Linked DNA regions of Rattus norvegicus: region 1 is linked to region 2. A link is a contact called in public Hi-C data. All regions are on one chromosome and are shown on one strand. The core of a region is the stretch at or near the end of the contact, and the rest is flanking DNA. Distances in the headings are between cores, read along the strand shown.

Region 1 (4,908 bases), core at 510-3,009, 120 kb before region 2:
CTCCAGTTGTGAGAGTTGATCAGCTGCACGGTGGATGGGAATCTGGCAGGGTAGAGAGCTGTTCTCCCTGGATGCCTGCTCTCAGAGAGCGTCCAGCTGGACTGGCCCAGGAGCGACTCGACAGTGTGCTTGAGGGTTCCAAAGAAGGCATAGATAGGATGGACAGTCCCAGGGAGACTGCTTCCACTGGGGAGGGGTGGGGAAGGGAACAGACAGTGGTCCTGTTGCCTCATATGCTCAATTCAACAGGGTACAGGGGGTTGCTTAGAATCCTAGGGAGCTGGAACATGCTGAACTCTCTGGTGGGGGTGCTTTCCACTTAGGAAAAGCTCTGAAAGGCTTTCCTTCCTTCCTTCCTTTATTCCTTCCTTCCTTCCTTCCTCCCTCCCTCCCTCCCTCCCTCCCTCCCTCTGTCCCTCCCTTCGTTCCTGTCTGTCTTTCACTGGTATTTGAAATGTTCTTTTGCGTGTGGATATGCACATGCCATGGCGTGGCGTAGTGGTTAGGAGACAAGCTTCAGGAGCCAATGACCACAGCTCAATCTTATTTCTGTCATTGTGCACGTTCTGACTCGATAGCTCCCTGCCTCCCATTTCGCTGCAGGAGTCCTGGGATGACCAGTGCTTATCACCATCTGGCTTCTTCCATGGGATCAAACTTAGATGCTTCTTCCAGCCAAACAGCACTCTCAGCCAAGTGCACATGCCAGGCAGAACGCTGGTTCCTTGGGTGAGACAGAAACATCTGTACTAGTCAAGTTCTCTTACTCACAGAGCCATTGAACAATGAGCCCCTGGCTCATTCTGCCACTCCGAAGGCCAGCAAGTTAGTCAGAACCCTTCAGCAGCCACCACGTCAAGAAAAGGTTCTAGAGAGCTCTGCACCCCGGGCCTCCAGGGGAGTGGGCTCTTGTTCCAAAGCAGATGTGGCACCAGCTCTCTCACAGCCGTGAAGAAGCATCTCCCTCCAGGGATGCCCTCCCAGGCAGTGCCTGAGAGGAAGGCTAACCCTGTAATGTCTCTGTCACCTCCTGACATTGCAGGGCTGAGGACTAAGTCTCTACCTGCAGTGGGGACCCCTTTGGGGGAGAGAGTCAAACGATGCTTTCACAAGGATCTCCAAGGACCGTCCTGCAAATCAGATATTTACATTATGATTCATAACAGTAGCCAAATTAGAATTATGAAGTAGCAATGAAATAATTTTATGGTTGGGGGTCACCACAACATGAGGGGACTGTGTTAAAGCATTAGGAAGGTTGAGAGCCGCTGCTCTGGCACGCGGGCCTTAAAGGGCCTGAAGACAGGTGTGCCTGCTTACAATACGTAAAGGGAGATATAAAAGAAACGGCTCTCTGTTTATATTCAAATTAAGATTCCAAAATACAGGCTGTTATTTTGCCAAGAGGAAATTATTTTACAAAAGATGAACAACCACTATAGTTCTAAAGAGACAAAACCTGCTTCTTCCCGCAAGCTCTGGCGGTCCAGGAACTCTGAAGCAGACATCCATGCACTCAGACTCCAGCAGTAGACGTAGGCAGTAATGACTGTTGACTGGATTGACACCATAGCGGTGTCTAGCGGCACCTTTGGGCATCGTGGGAGGGGAGCAACAGGTCAGCTTTGTGCCAGACCGGCCTCGCTGACATCAGGCTGACCTCCCAATTACCAATTCCGTTCCTGGGCGTGTGGGCACGGACAGGACCTGGCACTGCGGCTGTGCGGCCCGGACGAGGCGTCACGGCCACCGCAGAAAGCCGTTCTACCAATCGGCCACAAGGGGGCGCGCCGAGACCAGGATCCTAACATCTGCAGGGCTCAACCAGATGTGCCTCAGAAGCTAGCTGAGACCCGGGAAATAATTCACAGTGGTATTTGTACAGTGCTTGGTTCTCTACTCTGTAACCGCACCGTGCAACATCTGCACCGCAAGATTTAGAAAAGTACATTTCCCTTATGCCCAAGTACGCAATCACGAAAAAGAAACAGCAGTGTCCACATTGTCAGGAGACAAGCCAAGCAGAGCAGGTAAAACAAAGCGATAGCCAAACAGGTGACCAGCATTTGTCCAACCCTTTCTCCATTCACACCCAATTCCTTAGAAATACAGTCGTGTCGTATCACACATTCTTATAATGTGAGGAGGTTCTGTCAGGGTTTCTGTTGCAATGACTCCAACTCAGGTGTACGGGTCAGCCCCTCTAAATGGTCTCATGCGATCAAGAGAGTGGGCAGCATGAGATGTACTTGGATGCCAAAGCCTAAAGCAAGGTGCTGAACAGTAAACATTTTGTTTTGCCTTCTTTAGGGTCTCAGGGACACCATCCAAGGTCTCTCCACCTACTAGACAGGCAGTCTACATCTCTGTACATGTTTCTCAGACATGAAGAAATCCACTCTGAATGATGGTAAATAAACAGGCACAAGAATATATTAGTCACTCATGGTAGGTAGAGCATGCTGTCTATAATTGCATATGTTATTCTTTGATGACAGTGGCATTGTTTACAGTAGATCCCCCAGAAAATGGTGAGTAAGGTCCTCTGATGTTTGAATGGTTACCATGTTGCTAGAAGGTAAGAATTCTTCACGCCTGTTATTATCTTATGAGGCAGTCTATGTACGCCGCCCATCACTGACCAAAACATCATTTTAAAGGGAATAGTAGTAAGTAGTAGTAGTAGTAGTAGTAGTAGTAGTAGTAGTAGTAGTAGTAGTAGTAATACAATCACTCTTTGGAAACCCATCTTACTCTGCTGTCTTGGTGTGCTGTGAAATATTGAACTGTTGATAAGGAGACACAGCTTAGCCGGCTGCCCAGAGTTCCCCTGCTAGCAGATGACAGGAAGTCACCAACCTGCAGTGTCAAAAGACTCCTGCGAAGGAATCCTGTGTGCCAACAGGGGGCGCTCCACAAGGACAAGGGGAAAAAAAGAATATAAGACATGGTCTTCTATGCTGTTTGTGGCTTGATTCGATCAAAGATCCATATACCGTGTTATACTGGGTAGGTCCCGTGAAGCCAGCATTCACAGCACAGCCCTGGCTTAGGATGCAAATGGCACTGTTGGGCACAAATCTGGGTGGCGCCTAGACAAGCCGAACCTTGTTCTCACCCCTGGCTGTGGGTTAGAATCATGAAGAGTGAATATTTGCTGTTTATTTTAGAGGGTGACATCTTTGCCACCTCCCAAAGTAATTTTAGTCAGAATCTCAGAAGATGAAGCCCAGACACCTTATCTTGCTTGTTCCTGGACTTTTTTTTTTTTAACTATTTATTTTATGTATATGAGAACAATGGCACCAGAAGAGGGCATCAGATCCCATTACAGATGGTTGTGAGTCACCATGTGGTTGCTGGGAATTGAACTCAGGACCTCTGGAAGAGCAGTCGGTGTTCTTAACCACTGAGCCACCTCTCCAGCCCTGGCCTTTTTATTTTATTTTGCAATGGATTCTCCCTATTTTGCCCAAGTGAGACTTTTCTGGGCCAAGTGATCCTCCTGCCTCAGCTCCCTGAGTAGTCAGGACTATTGGTATACATCCCTGTGCTCAGCTAATGTTTGGGGCCCGTTTATATTTTAGTGCTAGGACCTCAACCGTGCTAGGCAAACAAAATACTCACAAGCCGCAGCACCCGTCTCTGGTATTCTCTGTGTTCGTTTTTTAAGGGATAGATGGTTCTGGGGTTCCTCCGACCTCTCTGTCGCACAGATGACGAAGCAGACCCAGTAAGAGGGCATAAGTTAATAAATGTCAGAAGTTCTAAAGGCGGGTGGGGGGGAGGGCAGTGCTCCGATTTCTAGTACAGAATCATAAAAACAAACAAACAAACAAACATAAAACCCCAAACCCAAAACCACTCAATTCTTGGTGGCTGTCGACAGGGCTCAGTGGTTAAGAGCACGAGTTACTTTCCCAGAAGACCCAGGTTCTGTTCTTAGGGCCCATTTCAGGTGACTCGTGATAGCCTGTAACTCCAGGTCTGGGAGATCTGACTCTCTTCTTCTGACCTCCAGGGGCACCTGGACACATCTGCACATACTCCCCAGGATATACATACATATACATAGTTCAAGCTAACATAAATCTTTAAAAAAAAAAACCCTCAGCTGTTGGATCAGGCTGGACTACCCCACAAGGAGACATGACACGAGACCCCTGGGTATCAGGCCATACACTGAGAGTCACCTGCTCACACAGCCTACCTGGATGTAAGCTGGCTGTTAACCAGTGTTCTCTCCCCAGAATCATTTGTCTCAATACCGTATTATGCTCTAATGTAATCCAGAGTTATGCTTTTAAGCTTTAAAAAATATTATTAGTCTGTGTGTATGTGTGTGTGTCTGTGTGTCTGTGTGTGTGCGTGTAGGCATGCACTCAAATGTACACATGTGTGAATACAGATGTGTGCATGCATACCCGTGCTACGGTACTTTTGGGAACAGCTCTCTCCTTCTACCATGTGATCTGGGGATCAAATGCAGGCACCGTTATACACGGAAAGTACTTTTGCGTGCTGAGCCATCTGTCCTGGCAGCCCTAGAGTTAGGTGTTTGAGAAGTCGTACTTGAGAGAACCGTTAGCTGCCTTTTTCCTTTCTTTCTGCGGTGAGTAGATGACTTCTTGGGTCACGCCTGGAACTCAGGCAGCCGTCCCTTGGATGGGCAGCCCTAAAGATGCTCTACTGTGCTCCAGGCTGTTACGTCCCCAGTGGTAGACTTCCCACCTCATGGCGGTCCAACATAGCACAGCTTCCTCAGCCTTCCCAGACCAAGCTGTCCATGCTTGGAAAAATAGGTTCAAATTACTCTTAAACCAAATGATTTTTAAGAAATGGAGCTGAGTGGATCTGGGATCTGCCTCTTTGGGGAATCCGCCTCTTCGGCGAATCTGCTGGCTGCTT
Region 2 (4,249 bases), core at 992-3,491:
TTAGAAACAGTCCCCGGTGAGTAGCTTTCCTACTACCAAAAGGTGCTGTGCAAACTGCTACTGGAGAAAACCATCAACGGTCAAAACCCAGATATACACTCTGCACTACAATACCAACCTGTCACGTAAAACATCCTCACAAAATCTAATAGGGTCATGACTGTTACGTACATAACCAACCACTGATTGGATTTGGGACTCGTTCCACACACAGGATGGAAAGCATGCTTTGACCTGTAAATCTGTCTAAAGCCCATGTCTGGGGAAGTTTCAGACCCTTTAGTAATGAACCTATTATTCTTGTTTTGTTCAAACTACCTCCAATTGTTTTCTTGGACAGAGAAACATCTGCAGTTAGCAAAGCAATACATAACTGGTAGAATAAATGTTGAGAGCTCCAGCCCTAAACACTTAGGACAACTATTTCACCCACTCCAAGGCTGAAAGAACACCACGAAATTATAGGGGGCTGGAAAAAAAAAGAGAAACAAACAAAAGTATGAAATACTGTCCACAACACATGACATGACAGCTGTACTCACTAACTAACTCCCAGTAGCAAATCCCATCGATATTTCCTCATGGACAGAGAGTCATGAGACCCCCATCCATCCCTGAGGATCTATTGGCAGCTAATGGCTGTTAGGTGAAGAGAGTCCATTTCTTCAGTTGAATGGCCATTACTAAGTTACCTGATCAACCCTAATTAAACTCAGTGGATAATAGCAAAACAGAAAAAGTACATGAAAGCAGAAAGGCTTGCTGAGAGAACGTGCTCTGAAGTGGGAGAGAAGACAATGGGGAAGAGAGAAAGGACGGGTATGTTAAAATCCATACACAGTAGACATGGACATGAAATTATCAAAGAATAAGTTATCCTAAAAACAAAAACAAAACCTTTTAGTATACACCAGGTGTTATAGCTCATAACTTTATAATCTCAGCCCAGCACTTGGAAGGTGTGAGCACATCTGTAAAACCAAGGCCAGCATGCCACACGATGTCACACAGTGACCTCCGGGACAACTGGAGTTACATAGTAAGACTGTCTCAATAACAAACTTTAATTTTTTGTTGTTGTTGTTTTTTGTCTGCTTTGGTTTTGGTCTTTTGAGACAGGGTTTCTCTGTGTAGCCCTGGCTGGCCTCTGTGCTGGGATTTTATACCACCACCTGGCCAAATTGAAACTTTAATTTCTATTACCTTGGCAAGAAAAGTGGCCGTGCTTTACAGTTTACAAATCTCTTTAGTAATCTCTTCCTCTCCCCTTTTAAGTAATCTCTTTGGCTAGTTGTCAGTGAACTCAGTGAGTTTTCACCCTAGACATAGGGTGAAAGAACATAGAGGAAGGAACAATCAGAGGACTGCTCAGTGTGCCTGGAGTCATACAGGGTTGGTTAAGTGTTATCCTAATAAAATGTGTTAGGAGTTACTATTGTGTGTGTATTTCTTAGGTACACAATCTCTTAAGGTCTGGACTTGCTGGTACACACCTATGACCCCAGCATCCCGGAGGCAGAGGCAGGAATCATGAATGAGCAGACTGAGCTACTTGACCCTTCCTTTCCCCCACACCCCCACACCCACCCCCCACAGCCACCCCCCACTCCCGCACCCACTCCCACTCCCGCACCCACTCCCACTCCCACTCCCACACCCACTCCCACACCCACACCCAAATGCTGTGAGCTTGGTTTCCTGGCTGCTGCTTGATGCTTTACAGTGAATTTATTTCTTCTGTAAAGCCTTTTAGACCAAAGTAGATGAGTAAGACTCCCCTAACACTAAGGGATGAAAAAAAAGAGTATTTCTCTCAGAAATTAAATTATTATATATCAAAACTGCAGGAGGTATGGATTAATGAAGCATACTGAGGTTTATGATCGTAAGTAGTAGAGGGTCAACAACTGGCATGTCACTGCCACTGCAGAACCAGCTTGCATTATTTCTGAGGGGCTGGAGAAATGTATGGAGGGCCTGGCTAGGGAAGTGTATGTGATAACTAAGTGTTCTCCCACCAAACTGCATCTGTTTCCCCAGAAGACTTCCAGAGAATTTAACCAACCAGGTTGAACAAATATTTGGGAAGACAAAGCACTAGTACTAAACAAATACCCTTTTTTCTTGTCATGAATAGCAAAGGAATACACATAGGTTAAAATGCAAATAGCCTACCACTTTATACAAATGATTAAGCACTTCAGACTTTAGTCCCTGGCAAAGTCCTGGCAGTTACATAACAAATTCCAATGGCCAGTAACATTTAAATGATCAGTTCTAACCTCTTCCCCGGCTGGCCTGGAGCTTACAGTGCAGACCAATGGCCCAAGTTTTTGATCTCACCCCCCTTTTTCATCCTATCTCTCCTTTCCCTCTTTTGTGGGATTATAAAGAAATGAACCAGTATGACTAGCTGAAATTGCCATTAAAATTCAATGCTCTCATTGAGCCTGTTTACTATTTTAAAAATATTTCCCTAAATTTCCTTAACAAGTTGACCTTATTTTAACATTGAGTTTATTCCCAAAATCTTAAACAGTTAAAAGAACGTAGCAAGGAATACTCCAATTATTTGAGTTATCATGTGGTGATTTAGTGGGCAGGACAACCGATACTTAAATCTTCCTCAGCAATCACTGACCACAGTATACTGCAGCTCCTTATACAGAATTACTTCTCTATGAGTCAACTGCTTTAAGACAAAAGTAACAGCTTAACAAATTCTACTAAAGTTAGCAAAGTGATAAAATTAATTTAAATATAAAATTGTTCTAAAAAATAATCCACAGTCTGAAGCTATCTCATTAACTTTAAATATATCATACACCTCACAAGAAATTACCAAGAATTAAACCCTTCAAATACACTTGGAAAACTCATAACCCAACTGTGCTTGTGCTTACATCTAAAACATACAGATTGTAAACGGATAACTAAACGTAAGTGCTTATATAAATAAACCTTTAACATTACAAGGACTCCATAAAGACAATGAACAATAAAAAAGTCTTAAAAATACAAATGTCCTCTTCCTCTTCCCCTCTTTCTCCTCTCTTTCTGTCCTTCTCTGTCACCTTTCTCTGTCTGCCCCCTTCACCAGGTCCCAATAAAGTTTCCTTTAAACTAAAAAATACACATATATACATATATACATACACACAAATGTAACCAAGTTGCATGTTAAATGTGTTTTTCACACATCTAAGACATGTGAAGCATTAACAAGCTTTGAAAAGGTGGCCTGCATTTTTTCTTCAATCAAGTCAATTTCTACATCACAGAAAAAGAATTTTTTCTTACCAATAGCATTATACCATTGCTCTTCTCCGATCCTGACGCATCAGCTTTCAAAAGCTGGCTCTTCATATAAAATAAAACCATAAAAATCCACACAAACATTAGAATTTTATACCAAATACTGGTTCTGTTTAAATTGCTTTAAAGATGTTATGATATTAAAATTTAGGACTTTTTAATTCAGCAACTTTAAATTGGTTTTAGAAGATATGCCCTTCTGTTCTTTGCCACTGGCAGAACTCCTATTTGAATAAATCCTCTCCTGCCAGCACACACAGGTTCCGGCCTACAGTGCACGCCTGAATCCCGATGTTATCTAACAGTAAAGGGCTAGGCTATTGTCCTTAACCAAACCCTTCCTTGAATTTATAATGAAATGGATTTACTTCATCAGGAGAATAAAATGCAGGGGAGGACAAAGTGAAGCTATCCGAAATAAAAGTCACTGAGTTTTAATATAATGCTTACTCTCCCGCAGATTCCATAGTAAGAACTACTGAAATTAGTCTTTAGCCTGTTCTAGAAGTTGATGAGAGCTTATTTTCTCAAACAAGACAAACTGGCATCAACTTGCAGAGAACATCATAGACATCTTTGCTTTCCATGAGCAAAATACTGCAATAGTTCATCTGAGTCAAATGTGGTGTATACATCTGTAATCTCAGCATTCAGGAGACTGAGGTAGAATAATGAGTTCAAGGTCAGTCTGAGGCTATCGCAAAATAAAATGAAAAATTTTAAACCTGCCTAGAATTCCCAAAGGATTAATTTCACAAGGAGCTTTACAGAGTCATCAGTAACTTAAGTAAAACTTGAAGCAAAGCAATTTTAAGTATTATGTTTTGTTTTCTTTTGTGAAGACTCCCATGTAGCCCAGGCTGGTCCTGCACTTCCTATGTAGTTGCTTCTGACCTCCATATAAGTGCTACATATATACGCTCCCCCAGCCCCA

What was found. Hi-C and Micro-C count contacts between places; a contact is called where the count stands out from the background.
Region 1: a Hi-C map of liver shows a contact between it and region 2, with 3 times the contacts expected there. The contact joins two enhancer-like sites. A contact is called at or near these places in 6 of 12 Hi-C or Micro-C datasets (the A7r5 cell line, the Rat2 cell line, Schwann cells and 3 more).

What each region holds. Positions count from the first base shown.
Region 1 is chr11:84,004,497-84,009,404 of GRCr8, reverse strand. No RefSeq gene overlaps it. Among named protein-coding and RNA genes, the nearest start is that of Cpn2, 16 kb to the right of the region's middle. Within about 2 kb of position 1,759, at least 4 of the 93 cell types and tissues checked have an H3K27ac peak or open chromatin away from gene starts, as enhancers often do. A contact at or near this core is called in liver, where this site is marked.
Region 2 is chr11:83,886,758-83,891,006 of GRCr8, reverse strand. The region is part of intron 2 of Atp13a3 (ATPase 13A3); the gene reads right to left. Among named protein-coding and RNA genes, the nearest start is that of Atp13a3, 19 kb to the right of the region's middle. Within about 2 kb of position 2,241, at least 2 of the 93 cell types and tissues checked have an H3K27ac peak or open chromatin away from gene starts, as enhancers often do. A contact at or near this core is called in liver, where this site is marked.